3 separate regions of the Mus musculus genome follow, and all the other regions are linked to region 3. The links are chromatin contacts, called in public Hi-C and Micro-C maps. All regions are on one chromosome and are shown on one strand. The core of a region is the stretch at or near the end of the contact, and the rest is flanking DNA. Distances in the headings are between cores, read along the strand shown. Region 1 has its middle 31 kb from the start of Gm21123. Region 2 overlaps Gm21123 (a long non-coding RNA gene). Region 3 holds the start of Adm (adrenomedullin).

The links. A called contact is a pair of places that touch in the nucleus more often than the background predicts.
Region 1: a contact with region 3 is called in a Micro-C map of muscle stem cells, with 4 times the contacts expected there. The contact joins the enhancer-like site here to the promoter of Adm in region 3. A contact is called at or near these places in 1 of 39 promoter capture datasets (macrophages), 1 of 15 datasets of contacts at CTCF or cohesin (the NIH/3T3 cell line), 2 of 484 Hi-C or Micro-C datasets (muscle stem cells and uterus), 4 of 115 datasets of contacts at active chromatin or transcription factors (embryonic stem cells, extraembryonic endoderm stem cells and heart atrium) and 1 of 9 other capture datasets (pancreatic islet).
Region 2: a contact with region 3 is called in a Hi-C map of uterus, with 2.2 times the contacts expected there. The contact joins the enhancer-like site here to the promoter of Adm in region 3. A contact is called at or near these places in 1 of 39 promoter capture datasets (macrophages), 4 of 484 Hi-C or Micro-C datasets (Sertoli cells, stem cell-derived neural progenitor cells and uterus), 1 of 115 datasets of contacts at active chromatin or transcription factors (heart atrium) and 1 of 9 other capture datasets (pancreatic islet).

Annotation. Positions count from the first base shown.
Region 1 is chr7:110,666,930-110,669,874 of GRCm38.p6, forward strand. No RefSeq gene overlaps it. Among named protein-coding and RNA genes, the nearest start is that of Gm21123, 31 kb to the right of the region's middle. Within about 2 kb of position 1,567, at least 43 of the 459 cell types and tissues checked have an H3K27ac peak or open chromatin away from gene starts, as enhancers often do. A contact at or near this core is called in heart atrium and muscle stem cells, where this site is marked.
Region 2 is chr7:110,688,147-110,691,041 of GRCm38.p6, forward strand. It overlaps Gm21123 (a long non-coding RNA gene), which reads right to left. Exons shown (of 4, transcript XR_140838.1): 4 at 2,017-2,895. Among named protein-coding and RNA genes, the nearest start is that of Gm21123, 10 kb to the right of the region's middle. Within about 2 kb of position 1,370, at least 136 of the 459 cell types and tissues checked have an H3K27ac peak or open chromatin away from gene starts, as enhancers often do. A contact at or near this core is called in heart atrium, stem cell-derived neural progenitor cells and uterus, where this site is marked.
Region 3 is chr7:110,626,131-110,629,219 of GRCm38.p6, forward strand. Adm (adrenomedullin) reads left to right here and starts at 1,527. Exons shown (of 4, transcript NM_009627.2): 1 at 1,527-1,691; 2 at 2,127-2,246; 3 at 2,395-2,544; 4 at 2,732-3,089. The coding sequence starts at 2,149. The coding sequence ends at 3,038. Gm28863 (a long non-coding RNA gene) reads right to left here. Exons shown (of 3, transcript XR_003946665.1): 2 at 605-2,285; 3 at 1-368.

The DNA.
Region 1 (2,945 bases), core at 317-2,816, 41 kb after region 3:
AGACACCCATAGCTCCCGGAGCTTACAGAGTGTGTAGCCATCCAAAATGGGTTCTAGGAACTAACTTGGATCCTTTTCTAGAGCAATTTGTGCTCTGAACTGCTGAGCAGTGTCTCCAGCCCCAGTAAAGTATGATTTTAAAAAGGAGGCTACGTCCACACAGAAGCAGAGAGAGGTGGGGGTGAAGCTGTGGGTGTGTGTAGGAGACTCTGCTGCAGGAAAGTTAGAAAGACTGGAGAAGGAAGGGGGCGAGAAGGCAATGAATGGAGACAGGGGATTAACAATTTTTCTGATTTACTTAACTGAGAAATAATTTTGAATATACAACTTCCTCTTGGTATCCACAGGAGTTTAGGTCAAGATTCTCCCAGACAGATGTAAATCTTTGGATGGCCCTGACCTCTTTATTTACTAAATGTTTAGGCATAAAATGTAATGGGTTTCATCATGGCCTCTTCAAACATATCCCAGCCTTTTACATAAAATGCTTTAGCACTTGTGTAAAACAACCTTTTATGGACTTTTAATTTGAAGACATCGTTAGGTGTAAATATTACACAGGTAGTTGCTAGACTCTACTGCTTAGGGAATAAAACCAAGATTGTCTGTACATATTCAGTATACATGAAGTTAAAATTTTTCTTTCTTTCCTCCATTTGTTCTTCCTTCCCTCCCTCCCTCCCTCCCTCCCTCCCTCCCTCCCTCCCTTCTTTTCTTTTTTCTTTGTTTTCTTGGGGAGGCAGATCCTGCTAAGCCCAATCTCTTCTCACTTGAACTCACTGTGAAACCCTGGCTGCCTTCAACCCCACCCCCACCCCCAGCGTCCCAAGCTGGGGTTACAGATATGAGCCACCACGCCAATTTTTTTGTTTGTTTGTTGTCTTCCCTCAGTATTTCCCATCTGTATTCAGTTGACTTTGAATATATGAAACATGTGGGCATGGAGAGCAGACTGTCTTTATTATGTACAACACGATGTATTTGAATATGTATACTTTGTGGAACGGCTAAATAAGGTGAAATATATTATATACGTATGTATATATATATACTTTCTGTAGTGCTTAAAGGGTTAAAAAGTATATTCTGCTGGATAGTGGTGGCACAAAACTTTAATCCCAGCACTCAGGAGGCAGAGGCAGATGAATCTCTGTGAGTTTGAGGCTAGCCTGGTCTACAGTCCAAATCCCAGGACAGCTAGGGCTACACAGAGAAACTCTGTCTCAAACAACCAAATACACGCTACACCATTTCCTGAGGACTGTGTTGGGTAGCCTAGGAAAGCACTGTGGAGATGTTTGTACCACTTTGCTCGCTCTTTGTTAGTTCTGTCACATTACATGAGACCAGAGCACAGCCGTCACACACACACACACACACACACACACACACACACACACACACACACGCATGCACGCACACAGTAAAGACAGCACTCTTTAGCCTGCTTGGGAGACTCCTGAGTAATTGCTGATGTAATTGTTTTTTTTCAGAAACTGTAACAGGCTTCTGAGTTATGCATTTGCTCAGTTGGTCTTTGCCAAAAATGGCAGGTGCTTTGTGTCACTGCCTGTTGACAATGGCTGAGCCTCAAAGGCATAGCCGTTCCAGGGTAAAATGACTTGAGGACCAGAGGTCTGGAGGGGTCACACTAGGTGTCCCTGGTCTTCCAGACATTACTATTAGTAAACCGAGGAAATGACAGCCGGTTCAGAGTCCACTGTCCTCAGTGGCACACAAGTCCTAGGTGTTGTCATAGATGTTTTAATTAGGATGTCCAATTGGTTTGAATCAGAGGAATGCAATGTAAGGCTCAGGCAGGCAGGAGCCTCTGACTTACTCAGAGTTATTTGCCTGCGTCTTAGCACAAAGCCAGGCACAAGAGGACCCAAGGCCAAAAGCTTAGGAGACAGACAAGTCCATGTGATGACTCCCGAGTCCTCTCTTTCCTAATTCTTTACACTCCTTGGCACAGCTGCCTGCTCACCACAGGTGTCTCCTAAGAGCTTATGTCCCAGTGTTTCCTTCTCATCCTGGAAACGGAAGTTCACTTTGAAAGTGGCTCTATTGTTTGTCTGCTTTAGCCTCCAGCTGAACGGGAGCAGTTGGCTGCATACTTGGCCAGTCTGCTCACCGTGTGTTTTTGTGATCTGTGACACTTCCTTTCAGATCAAGTATGGTCTGGCATGACAGCAGGAGCCAGCAGACAGAGAGTAGCTAGGATCTACTTTCTACTGGTGTTGTTTGCATTATGATGTCCACAGAACCCCACTTTTCTCTGTCCAGAAAGAAAGCACATGGAACAAAGTGTAGGTGAGTAAGACTGGACCTGAAGATATTTGGATTTGGATCTAGAGAGATGGCTCAGTGGTTTAGAGCCTGTGCTGTGTTGCTTTTGCTGGGGATCTCTGTTCAGTTCCTAGCTTCCATGTCAGAAGGCCATAACTGCCTGTAACTCCAGCTTCAAGGGGTTTAATGTCGGTTTCTAGACCTCTCTCCAGACACCTGCGTGAACTTGCACATATTCCTCCCCCCACCCCGCTCCGGTTAAAAGTTGTATAAATTAAAAATAAGATTTTTGGATCCCCTTGATGGAGAAAGTGAAACAAAATAACCCTTTTATTTATAACTTGTAAGCTGTTTTGTCTCCTAAAAGAGGAAGCGTCTAAAGAAGTGCTTCCTGTAGGAATACTATTCTTTATTATTAAAAATCATGAGTAAATAAAAGCATGACATATCAAAATTAACCATACTCGAGTCTATAAACGTAATGAACTGTTTTTATACAGTTATGGTTGGCGTTACAAAAGGAAGCTCTGGAGCTCTGCATTAGACTTTACACTTTTAGCATGAAATATATTTTATGCACATATTCACCATCCAAACCAAAATGTCCATGCATATTAGATTAAAAAACCTTTGATTTCCTTCTTCTTGAAGCAGGG
Region 2 (2,895 bases), core at 120-2,619, 62 kb after region 3:
CACTCTTTATTATGCCAAGAGATACTGGGATATCTAAAACAAACAAACAAACAAACAAACAAACAAACAGAAATGGATGTGGGTTTTTAGCTAACATTTTTCAGATAGTGAATCTGATGGCTTGAATACTGATGATTGGTATAAACCTGTATGTGTATGTGTGCAGTCATGTGTGTGCATGTGTGTGTGAATACACATGAAGGCCAGAGGCCAGCCTTCAGTGTCATTCCTTAAGCACCATCCACATTGTAATATTTTTTGTATTGTTATTATATTATGTATACGAGTGTTTTGCCTACATGTATTCCTCTGTACCGTGTGTGTGCCTGGTGTCTGAGAGGCCAGAAGAGGGCATCAGATCTCCTGGCACTTGAGTTAGAAATTGTTGTGAGCTGCCATGTGGGTACTGGGAATCATAACTGGGTCCTGTGGAAGAATAGCCAGTACTTTTAACTGCTGAGCCGTCTCTCCAGCCCCCATCTTGGTTTTTGACACGGGTCTCTCCCTGAGAGCTAGAGCTTGCCAATTAGGCTAAGCTAGCTGGTTATGGGTTCAGGGATCTGTTTGCATCTACTGTCCTCTCCCTCCGTATGCTTAAATCAATCTGCTCTTTTGCATAGTTGTTGGAGTTCCAACTCTGCTCCTCAAATTTGTGAAGCAAGAACTTACCAGCTGAGCCATCCAGCATCTCCTCCCTCTTTTGACATAAGATCTCATGGATCCCAGGCTGGCCTTGAACTTTCTATGTAGTAGAAGATGCTCTTGAACTTGTGATCATCCTGCCTCCACCTCTCAAGTGTTGGCCTGTGCTACCATGTTGGGTGCACGCAATGGTGGGGATCAAACCCAGGGCTTTGTGCATGGTAGGCGACCACTGCATCAACTGAACCACACCCCCAGCCCAAGCTGTTTAATTTTAGTCACCAGAGGAAGCCCCAACGTCACTACCGTGGCTGCTTCTTTTCCACATGTTTTATTGACCTTGTAAGTGTTGTTTTTTTTCTCCCTGTGTTGCTTCCTGTGTGTGCGCTATTCCTGACAGGTCTTGTTATCAGAGTTTTGATGAGCTCATAAAATAAATGGAATAGCTCTTATTTTTTTTTTTTCTTTATTTCCTTCCCATTAAATTCCTCTCTGCTCTCCTGAACTAGAGAAGCTGGACGAGTGCAGACACGCTCCAGGACCTTCAGTTGGTTCCTGGCTTCCTTCTTGCCTCTCACAGTGTTGTCTCTGGCATTTATGCCTCCCCTTGGGTCTGGATTCGCTGCCTGCTCTCTGGCATCTTTGCTTCAACCTGAACTGTCCTCTGAGTGAACCCAGGGGAGGGGATTTCCTTGCAGATGGAGGCTCTCCCCCAAGCCCCGCCCACTTCCTGCAGGAGTTCTCCCAGCTGGGCTTCCGCCTCTGGCTCTCTGCAGCCCTGGCCTGCCCCCTGGCCACCGTGTGTGTCCTGGTCGTGGCTTCTCATAAGCTACAAACAGGACCCACTTCCCTAGGTTCGCCGTTCAGGGATGTATTGAAGAGTCAAGAAGTTCCTGAGAGCAGCCGATTTGAAGGAATTGTTGCAAGGATGCACTGGGCTTGTTCCGGCTGTTTCCATGGCTGCTTCCGAAGAGAAAGATCACAGGGTAGACTCAAAGCAGGACTCCACCTACAAGGGAAATAGGAATTGGATGTCTACCCGCAGAGTTTGAGGGTCTGGTGTAGCCTGACTGTGCAGTTCTGCAATTCTTTTTCTTGCTTTTTGAAACAATTTGTATTATCCAGCATTTCTGTCCAGCTCTCAGTGAACAAAACCGGATGCTGAGGCCTGAGCCACGCACTTTGGTTCCTTTCGTTGGCACTCTAGGAAACTTTCCTTGCCATCTCTCTTGATGCCATCTAAAGCTAAGGCCACAGCATCTACAGTCTGACTGATTCGGAGTCTGAATCCTTCACGTGTCACTAATTGTGTGACTTTGGTCACACTGACTTGGAGGATGGAAAATGAAAGATCAGGGTTAGATGGTCCTGGTTCCCCTGATAGACAATGGATGTTTACTAGTCTGTGAGCGAGCACATAGAGGCCTTATGCCTGGACAATAACAAAATATGCTCTAACCACAGCAGCTAGGACATATGAGAACATGAACAAAACTGCACGCTCCTATGGAGTCTACAGCAAGACAAGATTGTGTTACAAGGCACATGTCACAACCACCCCCAGGTCCCTTGGGGAAGGCCTTCTGGGGAGATGGATGCTTTGGCCTGGATAAAAGAGACTGGGCCAAGTAGTGTGTGTAAGTACTTGAGATTCCTAGGAGTTGAGCATCTACTCAAAAGGGAGAGAATTGGAGTCAGCAGGTCTTCAGGCTGATGTGAGCTTGGCTTAACTGGGCCTACTAAGAACCAGGGTCAGTGGTCAGGGTAGGCCTAGAGGTTATAGCCCATCTCTGTGAAGTGGGTTGGGGGCTGCCTTTAAGGATCCCGGGGGACTGGGTGGTTCTCTGGAAGATGAAATTGGTGGAGCATGTGACCTCAAGTCCATGAACTCCTCAAGTCACCCTCACCATGGAGAGGTGAGGGTGGGGTGTTGGGTAAAGAGTGAGAAGAAGTAAAGGAGACCCCCAAACTTGAGGCAGAGTACTCAGGCGATCTTTAGTCTTTAGGCTGGCATGAGGAGGCTGTAGAGAATGACCAGGGAGAGGGAGTAACTGGCAACGTTTTCAGGAATTATTAATGAATTAGCACAGCCTTGCAGAAGTCTCCTCCTGCCCAGGATTTAAATCGCAAGCTCCACCCCTCCTTTGCCTCTCTGCAGTTTTGCTCTCTTAGGCTGAAGAGTCATGAGTCTTGTTTGCCAACTATTTCCAGCTTTCTCCTCTTCCAGGCACGTGACAGGATTGCTCTTCTTGG
Region 3 (3,089 bases), core at 277-2,776:
GGGGAACTCCGTTTTGCAGTTTTAGGAGGATAAGTAATCTCGGCGCGGCCATTTCTCCCCCAGGTGCAATGTCCATGGTTGTCTGGAGGGTGACAAACGGGCTGAACCAGCAGTGCTTAGCATAGTCTGCGCTGTGAGCAAGGTCCGCGGGACAGGAATGCCTAGTCGGTTTTGCTCTTGGTCTAACACTTAGAGGCAGATAAGGTAGGACACTGGGAGATCTGCCGGGGTCGCCAGGAAGAGGACATGAGTTGTCTGTGTCCACATCACCAGGGCTGGGGGCTAGGAGCTGTCGTAGGTCATGTCTTTAGCTTCGGGACCTTCCGGGAGACCTGCATGCGGAGCTACGCCTGTCGCCCAGTTTGGCCCTAGAAGGGAAGAAAGTGAACTCACGGATCTGTGAAGAGCACCAGCCCGTGGCAAACGTGTTCGAACTGATTCATCGTGAATTAGCACATATCTCTGGGCTAGGCGGGGGCCGGCATTCTCCCCCCACCTGATGAGAATGGTGACCCCAGCCAGAAAACCGAGCCGCTGTGCCCCAGTCTTTTGAGTCCAGACTCTACAGCTTCCCACCTTTAGTGTGACTGGGCAATAGACTTACCCTTTCGGCACTTCACTTTAATTCAAGAGAACACCAGCTCGGGAGTGTAGAGATCAAAAGCGATTGGGATCTGGCTGGGATTTGTCAACTGTAAAGTGATTAACATATGTGAGGCATTAGTGTGCTCCCAGTCAGTCAATCCTCACGTTTATGATGGATGAATGAAGGCAGTCAGGTCAACTCGCAGGTCATAGCCTTATAAGGGATAATAGTATCACAAGGAAGAAAACAAAACTATCTCTCTTCCTAATTTTGGCTATTCCTGTATTTCCAAATAGGAATGTGAGTTCTGAATTTTCAGATAACTACCCTCTCCAAACCCCAATTTCCAATTCAGCTGTTCCCAGTTCTGCCCTTATTACGAAATCCGTACTGGCTAGTCTATCGAGAAACCCCTCAGTCCCAGTCACTGGAGACTGAGCCTCTCCCTTCCAGGTGTACCCTGCGGGCACAGATGGGGGTCGAGGCTCAGTCAGGTGCTAAGCCGGCAGGGGGCGCGGTCCATTTGAGGTCACAGCTCCCCAAGTCCGGGGTTTTGGTTATCCATGTGTCCCACCCGTCTCCCGGTTCTTGCAGCACTGTCCAGGAAGCTCAGATCAGCACTCTGGGTTGTACACATTATGGGCAAAGGATTCACCCCACCCGAGTTGTTCTGGTTCCCCTTCCCTTCTCACTGTTTGAACTCTATGCTGGGAAATTAGGGCAAGGGAAGTCCTGCTCCAGTCTAATCTCTCAGAGCGGATCTCTGAGATGTCTAGCCACAGGGGACCTCTTACCCCTACCCCCCATACCCACAGGCAAGCTGCAGGGCAGGTCTGGTTTTAGAAGCAAGCACGCTGGAGAGGGAGGACTCCAGGGCAAATCTGACCACGCCCACCGTCCGCCCCTGAGCGCTTATAAGACGCTGGAGCTGGTGCTCACTAGTCAGTGGTTTCTTGGTGACACTAGACAGAGCAACTCCAGCGTTACCGCTCCCGCTCCTGGTTTCTCGGCTTCTCATCGCAGTCAATCTTGGACTTTGGGGTTTTGCTACTGTCAGAAGGACTTCTTTCTGCTTCAAGTGCTTGACAACGCACCCCTTTATCAGGTAGGAACCGCTGGCCTCCAGCATGTTAGGGAGGGGGACGGCTTTGCCAAAGCCCCAAAACTTGCAGAGCTGGACAAGGGGGAACAACCCACTTTAGGGTATCCAATGTAGAGAACACCTCATTGCCCAGGTCTAGCTCATGCGCACAGCTGGAGCTCTCTTGAGATCCCCCCTCCTCCTTGGGCTGAGATCCTGGGACTTTAGTTGGAAACCTCTGGAAGCCTGGCACTTCTCAATGGCTTCCTTTGCCTTGCTTGTCACCCACCCGGCCAGCGCAAAAATCTCCGGTGTTTCTCTGCGCCAGTGGGGGAGATAAGCAGCTGAGCCAGGAAGAGCGCTGCCAAGCGGCTCCCCGTCCTGCCGCCACCCTTCGCGTGCTGACGGGATCGTGCTGCTGGCCCGGTTGCTCACACTCGGTGTCTTGTTCCTTTCCAGGGTATCAGAGCATCGCCACAGAATGAAGCTGGTTTCCATCACCCTGATGTTATTGGGTTCACTCGCTTTCCTAGGCGCGGACACTGCAGGGCCAGATACTCCTTCGCAGTTCCGAAAGAAGTGAGTTTGGGCCGTGCTTTCTTTCTTCACTTTGAATACCTGGCAATGAGAGAAAACTGAGAGATGGTCTGGAGGTGTTACAAAGGGAGTGGAGCTGGCTGGGACATCACTTGAACTTAGGCCAAACGCATCTGCTTGTGTTTTCTAGGTGGAATAAGTGGGCGCTAAGTCGTGGGAAGAGGGAACTACAAGCATCCAGCAGCTACCCTACGGGACTCGCTGATGAGACGACAGTTCCTACCCAGACTCTTGATCCATTCCTGGACGAGCAGAACACAACTGGCCCCCTACAAGCCAGGTAACTATGCTCTCTGCAGAGGATGTGCCCTCTCCACTACTCTGACCCTGGGGATTGTCCTGGCTGCACTGCAGCTGAGGCTCCGGCGGAGGGAACGGGTTCCAGGTCCCTCGGGTACTGCATGGCTCCGGTCCCAGGTGGTTGGGACCAAAGCCCCGGTTGATGAGGTGTCCTTCCTTCTTCACAGCAATCAGAGCGAAGCCCACATTCGTGTCAAACGCTACCGCCAGAGCATGAACCAGGGTTCCCGCAGCAATGGATGCCGCTTCGGGACCTGCACATTTCAGAAATTGGCCCACCAGATCTACCAGCTAACAGACAAAGACAAGGACGGCATGGCTCCCAGAAACAAGATCAGCCCTCAAGGCTATGGCCGCCGGCGCCGGCGTTCCCTGCTGGAGGTCCTCCGGTCCCGGACTGTGGAGTCCTCCCAGGAGCAGACACACACAGCCCCAGGCCCCTGGGCGCACATCTCCAGACTCTTTAGGATATAGGTGCGGGTGACAGCATTGAACAGTCGGGCGAGTATCCCGTTGGCGCCTGCG